2 separate regions of the Oryctolagus cuniculus genome follow, and region 1 is linked to region 2. A link is a contact called in public Micro-C data. All regions are on one chromosome and are shown on one strand. The core of a region is the stretch at or near the end of the contact, and the rest is flanking DNA. Distances in the headings are between cores, read along the strand shown.

The links. Hi-C and Micro-C count contacts between places; a contact is called where the count stands out from the background.
Region 1: a Micro-C map of ear pinna shows a contact between it and region 2, with 1.8 times the contacts expected there. The contact joins the promoter of RAPGEF1 here to the enhancer-like site in region 2. A contact is called at or near these places in 2 of 6 Hi-C or Micro-C datasets (ear pinna and an unstated tissue).

What each region holds. Positions count from the first base shown.
Region 1 is chr1:234,142,459-234,147,861 of mOryCun1.1, reverse strand. It overlaps RAPGEF1 (Rap guanine nucleotide exchange factor 1), which reads left to right and starts at 1,945. Exons shown (of 27, transcript XM_051835417.2): 1 at 1,945-2,220. The coding sequence starts at 2,160.
Region 2 is chr1:234,079,528-234,084,373 of mOryCun1.1, reverse strand. The region is part of intron 1 of RAPGEF1 (Rap guanine nucleotide exchange factor 1); the gene reads left to right. Among named protein-coding and RNA genes, the nearest start is that of RAPGEF1, 64 kb to the left of the region's middle. Within about 2 kb of position 1,928, at least 6 of the 8 cell types and tissues checked have an H3K27ac peak or open chromatin away from gene starts, as enhancers often do. A contact at or near this core is called in ear pinna, where this site is marked.

The sequences.
Region 1 (5,403 bases), core at 696-3,195, 63 kb before region 2:
CTCCGGGCTTCAGCCTGGCCCAGCCCTGGCTGTTGCAGCTATTTGGGGAGAGAACCAGCTGATGGAAGATCAACTTCTCTCTGTCACTTTGCCTTTCAAATACATAAAATAAATCTTTAAAAACATTTAATTTAAATGTATTCATTTAATTTCTTTGAAAGACAGGGAGGTCGTCTATCTGCTGGTTCACTCCCCAAATGCACATAACAGCCAGGGCTGGGCAGAGCGTGGGGAACTCAATCCAGGTCTCTCGTATGGGTGGCCAGGACTTCAGAACCGGAGGCACCACCTGCCACCTTCCAGGGTTCAGCTTAGCAAGAAGCTGGGATTGGGAGTGGAACTGGGACTTGAGCCCTCCTGCCTGGGGTGCAGGCGTCCCAAACGGCAGCCTAACTGAAATGCCTGCCCCAGGTTCTTTGATTGTTTAATGAGGGTTTTTTTTAAGTTATATTTATTTATGGGGCCATAATCCTCTTCCTGTGGTGCCGGCATCCCATATGGGCGCCGGTTCTAGTCCCGGCTGCTCCTCTTCTGATCCAGCTCTCTGCTATGACCTGGGAAAGCAGTAGAAGATGGTCCAGGTCCTTGGGCCCCTGCACCCATGTGGGAGACCTGGAAGAAGCTTCTGGCTCCTGGCTTTGGATTGGTGCAGCTCCGGCCACTGCAGCCATTTTGGGAGTGAACCAGAGGAAGGAAGACCTTTCTCTCTGTCTCTCCCTCTCACTGTCTGTAACTCTACCTCTCAAATAAATAAATTTTTTTAAAAAGTTATATTTATTTGAAAGAGTTACAGAGAAAGGGGGAGAAAGAGAGAGAGAGAAAGAGAGATCTTTCATCTGCTGATTCACTCCCCAAATGGTCACAACAGCTGGAGCTGTGCTGATCCAAAGCCAGGAGCCAGGAGCTTCTTCCAGGTCTCTCACGCGGGTGCAGGGCCCCGAGACTTGGGCCATCTTCTACTGCTTTCCCAGGCCACAGCAGAGAGCTGGATCGGAAGAGGAGCAGCTGGGACAGGAACCAGCGCCCGTATGGTGCTCTACCCACCATGCCACAGTGCCAGCCACTGATTCTTTAATGAGTTTTAGTGAAGTAACTGTCACATTAGGAAAGGCCCAGAGCTGAGCCCCAGGGTCCCCGTGGAGGGGTGGATGCAGCAGGGCAGGTGGCATTGCTGTGTCCCTGAGGGGACTGTGCTCAGGCCTTGGGATGGAGGCTGCAGGCTGCAGAGGATGCCCGGGCCCGAGTAGGGTCAGGCCCTTGGCACGGGTTTGGCCCAGCACAGGACTCTGAGTCCCAGGTGAGGTCATTCCCTGCTGTGAGATCCCTGGGCTGGTAGAAGGGCTGTGGGGTCACTCCCAGGCCTCGGTGTGGATGACCCAGTGAAGTTTGTGTCCCTGGGTGTGCATGGGGAGGGGGCATCGGGCAGGTTGCCAGCCGGGAAAGGATGTCGAGCCTGGTTAGGGCCAGTTTTCCAGGCTTTGGCGCTGACAGCCTGGTTCACTGAGGGTGCTGAGTCCTGCATGACGGACGTGGGGGCTGGCTGTGTCCCGGGCCAGTATGGAGCCCTGTGGCTCACGGGAGTGGGCTCCTGAGACTCTGAGCAGTGCAAGGCTCTCAGTCCCGGATTGGGGGGTGTCAGTCCCATGCCTTGGGGTGGAAACTCTGGGCTGGGTCGGGGTGCTTATGGAAGGCTCGGGACAGGTTCCCAGCGCTGAGGTCTGGGTGGGGTCAGCCTGAGGCCTTGGCCTGGTCACTGATGGGACTGAAGCACGGGGTCCGTCGGGACACCCCTGGCCGGCAGGGGGCGCTGCGTCTCGGCCGGGACGCTCCGGGCGGCTCCGGGCCGGCAGGGGGCGCTGTGCCGCCGGCGGCGCGGCGGGCTCCCGGCAGGGGGCGCTGCAGCCGCGGCCGGGGCCCGGCGGGCGGCGGCGGCGGCGCTGCGGCCGGCTCGCTAGCCCGGGAGCGGCGGCGGGCGCGCAGGAGGCGGAGCGGCGGCGGCGGCGGCGGCCCGGGCGGGCTGGAGCGCGGTCGCCGAGCGCACGGGCCGCGACCGCGCGGGGCCCGCCATGCCGGCGCGGGACTGAGGCGCGGCGAGCCAGGGCCGAGGCGAGCGGCGGGCGCGCCGGCCTGTCGCTCTGCGGCGGCCCGGCCGGGGCCCGATGAGCGGCGGCCTCGGCCTCCGGCGCAGCCCGGAAATGTCCGGCAAGATCGAGAAAGCAGGTGAGGCGGCGCGGGCGAGGCGCGGCCGCGCGTCCCCCTCCGCGGCCCTGCAGCCCGGCGGGGCGCGGAGCTGCCGCCCAGGCCTCGCCGCGCGCCGGGGCGGCCGTGCGGGCAGGGGCAGGGCCATCTTGAGCCGCGGGGCCTGGGCGCGCCGAGCGGGCGCTGCGGGCGGCGGGGCCTCCGCCGCGGCCCCCACGCCGCCCGGGAACTCCCGAGAGCCCGGGGGCCGGGGCGGCCGCGGAGCCCGCCGCGCGCCCTGCGCGGGGCCGGGGCGGGACGGAGCCCGAGGCGGCCGCTCCGGGTGCTGCCCGGCGGGCGGGCGGGCGGGCGGGCTGTGCCGGGGCGTTTTGCAGGGCGCAGCCGGGCTGTGCCCCTGCGAGCGGGGCCTGCGCGGCGGGGCTGGCTGCAGACCGCGGCTCTTTGTGCGCGCCCAAGTCCTGGGTTTTGCCCGTGCTGGGGCTCGATTCGCGTCGTGCCTCGGCGGCCCGGGCCTCCCTGGGGGCCGGGAGCACGCCCCGGGGTCGTGAGCCGGGTGCCGGCTTAGCTCGGCGGCGGCGTTAGCCGGGGTCTGGGGCACCGATTTCGGAAGCTGCGCCCGGGGCTGAGGCCGCCCAGCTCCGCGGTGCAGCCGGGAGGCCAGGTAACTTTTGCACCCTGCTGTTTTAATGAAGCACGGAAGGGCAGTCTCCGTGGCCGGCTGTGGCGGTTTGACGGTGCATCCGACTCCGCGCCCCTATTGCTTGTTCTTTATTAAGAGGGAAGATGGCCCCAGTTTTACAGGCTTGGGGGGGGGTGCTGATTGGGCTCCTGCAGCCCACCCTGCAAGGGGGCAGCAGGCTGTCACTGACCCCGGCCCTGCAGCTGGGCGCCTTCCTCGCGGGGCAGGGCGCCCATTCTGGGGCGCTCTCTTCCCCGCCGCCAGCCGCAGGGTCTTGGCGGAGTCCACGAGCCACCTCCCTGCACATGTGCTGCGCCAGAAATATCTCGGGCTCATCTGTGCGGCTTTGCTCCTTCGTGGCTGCTCGGAATGCGGCCACTATTGGGGGACCTGAATGACGCACAGACACAAATAACCGGAGCCGGGTTGTTCGCAAAGACTGGGCTAGCACGAGGGTCAGAGAGCAGGCTGGACCGGGCCCGCTGTCCCTCGGGAGAGCAGGCTGGACCGGGCCGCTGCCCCGTAAGCGCAGGTCCCCGGGAGGTGAGCTTTCCCCGGCCGATTCTCCTGCCCCGCGGCCGGTGTGCATCGGCACAGGCCCTCTGCTGGGGGCTGCGGTAGATGCAGAACCTAGCAGGTGGCCTGGGAGTGGGTTGGGGCTGGACCTGGGCTGCCGCAGTGGGCCGTGGTGGGCACAGGTGAAGAGGGCTCTGAAGGGGCGGTGTTTGTGGGAGGCCCGGAAGAGGGGGTGGGGGACATCCAGGGTGGAGGTGGAGAGGGAGAGGGAAAAGAGCTGAGCCCTAGGGGCTGGGGCTGGGGGAAGACAGGTCGGAGGGAGAGGCTGGGTGGGGGCGTTCTGAGGTTGGCAAGGCCCGAGTTGGCATCGCCTGGATAGCGGGTGTCCCAGCCAGCCCCCCCCCCCCAGGAAGCTTCGCTGCTGCCCTGTGCACCTGCTGAGGGAACCGGAACACCCCTGGGACGAGGGCTCCCCTTCCTGGTGGCGCCTCCTGGTGCCTGTAGACGCAACCCATGTTGTATTCTGATGAGATTTCCCGCTAGAGTTTTCTTTTTCCTTTGTTTTAGATTTATGTATCTATTTTGAAAGTCAGAGTTACAGAGAGAGGGAGAGACAGCGAGATCTTCCATCGGCTTGTCCACTCCCCAGATGGCCGTAGCGGCCAGGGCTGGGCCAGGCTGACGCCAGGAGCTTTCCTATGGGTCTCCCACGTGGGTGGCCAGCACTTGGCCAGACACTTGGGCCGTCTTCCGCTGCTTTCCCCAGGCCATTCGTGGGGAGCTGGATTGGAAGTGGGGCAGCTGGGAACCGGCGTCCATGTGGGATGCCGGTGTTGCCGGCAGCGACTTTACCCGCAGCGCCACAGCGCCCCCTGCACAGCGCCCCCCCCCCCCAGGGTTTTCCAGACAGACGCATCTGGTGAATCACCTGCGAGTGTTTGGGCCAGCGGAGGTTCGCCGTGCCAGCGACCCCTCTCAGCCGGCCTGCACGCAGCCAGCGGTTGGTGCTGGAGGTTGTAGTTTTTGGATGACTTGAAGAGCTGAAGGGGCGCGTGCATGTGTGTGTATGGTCTCTCTCTGACAATAGGAGGACCCGCGCCCTGACTTCTCGGGTTTTCTGGGTGTCTGGGCCAGCTCCGTTACACCCTCGCACAGCCCCGAGGCCCTTGTCCATTTTGCCACCACCGCCTGTGGCCTCCTGGGCAGGTCTTTGTGGGCATTCACCTGTGCCTGGCTGTGGAGGGGGCCCTGCTGTCCCAGGCACCCCTGGGCTCCCAGATCGAGACGTTGTGGGCCGCAGAGGGGCCGCTTGCTGGACCGGTTGTGGCCCGTTGATGTGGGCGTGGTGGAGGAGGGTTGGTCTGGAGTAGAGGGGCCTTTGGTGGCCATGTTCTGGCTCCCAGAGGTAATGACGAGGTAGGGGTAGAAGAGTGAGCTGGGCTGGGGTGCTCTGTGGGGGAGGGGCTCGTTCAGAAAGAACTCACATCCCCGCGGGAGGGACGTGGAGGACCCAGAGGCCGCCTTGGGGGACACACGGCCCTGGTTCTGGTCGTGCCGGAGGTCCCGGTGGTTTTGTTTCCTCCGTAGAGTGAGGCAGCCTGAGCTTTGGCGTTTCTAGAGTGCAGGCGCAGGCTGGGCCCATCCATCCATCGTGTCGGATCCCCACATGTGAATCGGTGGTGGGTACTGCCAGCACTGCCCTGCCTGCCGCGGTCGCCGACTCCCACGGCCACTGGGACAGCACGCGTTGGAGTTTGTGTTGCGTCCGCTCCGTGGGTTTGTTTGCTTCTGCTCTGGGCTCCGACATCCTCGCCCCATGGCGTGGTCCTGTCTCCGAGCAGTGGTGGGGCACCTGCTTGGTCTGGTCGGGTGCCCTCCAGCGCTCTGGGGGTCCCAGGAGATGGCAGAGGAGGTGACAGGTGGGGCTGGGGCGGTGGACTTCTGCGGCAGGCAGGAGGGGGAATGGTGCTGTTGGGCTCAGCCAGAGGTGGCGGCCGTGCAGGGGACCT
Region 2 (4,846 bases), core at 679-3,178:
GTGACAGGTGGCTGTCAGTCCGCCTTGCTCTTAGTTCACAGCCCTTGGTATCTGCTATGTTTTTCTTTTTATCTGTTCAGGCTTGTATTTAGCAGTATCTCCTATGGTTTTAACTTATCGTCTCCTGGTGACAGACGGAGTTGAGCACCTTGTCATATATCCGTGGCCATTTAGATACCATCTCTTGGTAAGTGTCTGAGTTTGAATCCGTTGTTAATCCTCACCAGTCAGATGTGAACCTCAGGCCAAGGCAAATCTGATTTCTTCCCCAGATGGTCGGGCCCAATGGCCCGGCCTCTTCCTTGCCACCTACCACTGTCACCGCTGCCCATAGCCTGCTGCTGCCGTGGTCCCCACAGGGCGAGTCCAGCTGCGCACTAGGGCGGGTTGGCGGCGTCTCCTCAAGCGTCTTCTCTCTGACCGCACGTCCCACTCTAGGGACGGGCATTTGGCTTGGCAGTTAATGCATCGGTTAGGGCACCTGCGTCCCATTCGCAGCCCCTGGGTTCGATTTCCCAGCTCCAGCTCCAGCTGCTGACCCCGGCTTCCTGCCTTCACACAGACCCTGGGAGGCAGCTCAGGTACTGCCCGCCTGCCACCTACAAGGCAGACCTGGACTGAACTGCAAGCTCCCCGCTGCAGGGCCCCGGCCGCGCGCTCTGTCCTTGCTCTGTCTCTGCCTCTCGATAGATAATAGCAGTTTGCAAATAAATGAATCTTTAAAGTTGCACTCTATGCCACACGCGCACACAGAGTGCGCATGAGGGCGTCACAGTGTGTTCGAAGAGCAAAAGGGGATGCCAGCCTCGTGTGCCCAAGCCTTCAGAAGGCCCGTGTGGATTCGAACACTTCACTGCAAAACGAGCTCGTCTTTTATTTTCAGCCCGTGAATTTCTGAAGACGCCCCCCGCCCCGCCTTGTTCCAGCAAAACATAGCTCGAGCACTGCTTACGTGAGAAAGCGCCCCTCAGTGTGTTGCCAAGTGGAGAAAAAAAACTAAAACAAAATTTCCGTTCTCCCACATGTGGAGTGAGGAGGGATTTTCAGTTTCTGTGGTGTGTGTGTTTTCAGTGCTTAGATCTTTTAGCACAACTGTTTCGCCTTTGTTTCTGAAAAAGAAAAGACACACGGGAGGTTGCACCAGCACTGGCAGAGCTGTCGGAGACGCTGTGAGCAAGCGGTAGCACAAGCAGACTCCTCGTGTCACAAGAGCCTCTGGTATTGCGAGACTTCAAATACTGTCTTCCCTCGATTTGGACATGAATAGTTCTAGATTAAGTAAGACAGAAGCTCTTTTAACGTGGAAATGGTTAGAAAAAAAAGAAACATCAGGTTGCTTCTGGCTCTCCTCGGCTGCGGCTATTTTTAGCATTTGCCTTATTAAGTGCTGGCAAAGACTGGCGTTGCGATCAGATAGCGACCGTGGCTGCGTGCGTCCAGCGTGTGCTGCATGCCAGGCCCCTGGCTCCGCGCTCCCCGTGCACGCGGGCTCACGATCGGTCCTCACGGCAGTGTGGGGAGGAGGTGGGCCTGTGGTCCTTCTGGAACCACACATGAGGAACTGAGGCTAGGCGAGGTGAGAAGTTTGTCCAAGGAAGTGGCTGAGCTCGAGTTAGAACGCACGTCGCAGAGCCCAGCCGCTCCTCCCCTCCAGCTGTCGTCCTCACACGCGTGTGCGTTACAGGAGCCGTTCCGGGCCAGCACAGGCCGGGCAATGAGCCACTGCCGGCCACACGGCCACGCGGTTTGTCAGGATTACCCTCCGCCCTCTTGGCTCCTCCTCCGAGTGCTGTGTACCGTGACCTTGGCTTTGTGTGCTTGGTGTTCAGGTGCCCCCGTCCCCGGCGGAGCTAAGCCCTGACAGAAACCACTGCTAAGTTGGGATCCCAGCTGCTTCTACAAGTGACGTTTGAAAGGAGGCCAGCCAGTGTGAGCATTTGTCAGCAGCACGCAGAGCTTGTGTTGGCTGGGGCAGGGCGGGCTGAGGATCTGAGAGTGAGCTACTGGCATCCGGCAGAGGGCTTTGGTGTGACTGTTTTGTTTGGGGTTGTGCTGGGATGTGACTCTGTAAACAGGCTGCAAGGTCCTGCCCACCCTCTCTCTCTGCCAGGGTAGGGATGAGCCCTGCCCCCACCCCACCCCCCGCCCCAGGGTACAGAGGAGCCCGGCCCATCCTCTCCTCTCGGGGTGGAGAAGGGCATTTATCTGACAGCCGGATCTGCAGCCTGGGGCTGCCCCAGAAGCTGGCTGCTGTTAGCAGCGTCACAGCCGTTTACATAGAAATTGTGAGCTCATGCGAGCTGCCCTTCCTGTGGAAGAAATGACGAGCAGATGAGTCACTGGGCGTCTCTGAGCCCCTCTGGTGTGATGGCCACCGAGCAGTGGTCCGGGGCGCTGCTTTCCCAGATTCCTTCCACTTGACCTCCCAGGTGGCTTTCATTGGCCACACCAGGACACAGCGGCGTGCAGCACTTGCACGTGAAGGGGTTCTGTTCCCTTTGGTTAGCCGTGGCCGACGCGGGTAGGGCTGGCTCTTAACCGCACTGTAGGTTGTGAAGGGCACAGCAGTGTCTGTAAGGTTAGAGATGGCACAGCTTGAGTATCCGTCACGGGAAGTGCTGGCACCAGTGTTTGAGCTTCCGCGTCGTGGAATATTTGTGTATACGTAATGAGATATCTTGGAGCCGGCACCCGGTTCTAAACGGGAAGTTCATGTGTGTCTCACACGCAGCTTCGGCTGAAGGTAGTGCCATCCATAGTTTTCGTGTGTCTGCATTCTGACTGTGACCCAAGGTCAGATGCAGAATTTGCCCCTTGGGGCTTCGTGGTGGCACTCCGGTCTCAGGTCGTGGAGCTCTCTGATTTCAGACCTGGATGGAGGCTTGTGAGCCTGCGCAGAATTCTCCTGTGTCCAGGAGCCGCGTAGGAGACTCACGGCAGCATTGTTTGCGCAGGCAGCAGCACTGGAGGTAGCCCAGTGTCTGCTGACGGAACCCATGGGATTTCAGAGCGTTGATAACACATGTATGTAACGCATGTTGATATGTCAGAGCTGCAGTGGAGTCCATGGCAGGAGCCTGAGAATTTTTGTATGTTATCATTTGTGTAAAGGGCACCGCGCAGTCTTTATGGTCACAGAAGTAAAGGGTGCAGAGCATGGAAGTCCGACTGTGACTCCTTCAGCTGCACGGGAGTGCATGGCGGCTGCGGTGGAGCCCGCCCTGCTTCTGTCTGGCAGCCGCCAGCCTTGTGCGGCTGTTCACATCACAGTGGAGGGAAAACCCAGCTCTTCGGTCCCACTAAGGCACGTGCAGGTACTTGGTATCCGCAGGGGCCGTCGTGTTAGTGTAGACAGGGACCATTTCCATTTGCAGAAAGCACTAGCGGATAGGCCAGATGGTGGATACGTAGATTCGATTCATCCTCTCTAACTTATAGCAACATATTTCCTTTTATTGTGCTTTGCAGATAATTGCATACTTTTTAACAAATTGAAGGTTTATAGCAGCCCTGCATCTAGCACATTTAAAAAAAAATGATTTATTTGAAAGGCAGAAATACAGAGAGAGGAAAAAGAAAAGGTCTTCCGTCTGCTGGTTCACTCCCCAAATGGCCTCCACACCCAGGCTGAGCCAGGCCTCAGCCAGGAGCCAGGAGCCGCTTCCAGGTCTCCCACGTGGGTGCAGGGTCCCAAGCACTTGGGCCATCTTCCGCTGCTTTCCCAGGTGCATTAGCAGAGAGCTGGATCGGAAGTGGAGCATCTGGGTCTCAAGCCGGTGCCCACATGGTATGTAGCACTGCAGGCAGAGGCTTAAACTATGCCACGGTGCTGGCCCCATCATTGGGCAAGTCTTACCTGCACCATTTCCCCGACAGATCAGATGATCATTAGCATTTTTGGCAATTTTTTTAAATTAAGACCAGTGTATTTTTTAAAGGACATGATGGTGTGGCACATTTACTAGGCTACAGTGTAACGTAAGCAGCACTTGTATACCCTGGGAAACGGAACAATTCAGCGTTGCTTTCTTGCAGCACTCCCAAGGCATGCTTGTATGTGTTTGCATGTGCTCTCTTAAAATGTTTGTTTTAGTTTTAGTGCTAGAAAGTGTGTAAGAAGACACACGTTTAACATCTGAAGTGTGACTTCCCAAATGTGAAAAATCAGGGAGGGACTGGATGGTGGCTGGCAAAGGCCACTGAGCCTGCAGGGTGAGGGAGCGTCTCTTGGCATTGCCCTCCGCCCCAGAAGATGGGTGGGAGAGTGTGTGTGCACGCGTGTGCACGCGTGTGTCTGCATGCTACCTGGAGCTGTCGGCAGGATGACCCTCACAGCAGTGCTCCTGCGGAAGCCACCCCTCGCTCCTCAACACTCAAAGGCGCAGCGTGAGTGACCTTGACACCCCCCGTTCAAGGAAAGGCGACAGAGAGCCTCCAAGCCAAACTCTGTCCTCGATTTCCAGAGTTGAGACTGTTTGCTCTGCCTGACGTACCACTTCTTGTGCTGAAGCTGGCTGTCTCGTGGCTATTAAAACCCCGAGGGCAGCGGCTTATTGGTGGGCATCTCACTGCCTGTAGATGCTGACCTGAATCCCCAGCTGCGCTCCAGCACAGACGAGAACTGGGGGCTGCGGCTGGCAGAGCAGAGACGGGAGATAAAGCACTTCCTGGGTCATGCTCATCGCTGGGCCGTGATCAGCGCCAGCCCTGCCTGCGTTCACAGGAAGCCCAGACGGTTTTCTGGTGACCACCACACCGCCTCCCTTGCCTGTTCAGTCCCACCGTGGTCTGAACGGCAGGGCTGTGCATCTGGCCGGCTCCTCCGCCTCATGCCTCCCTCCCCACA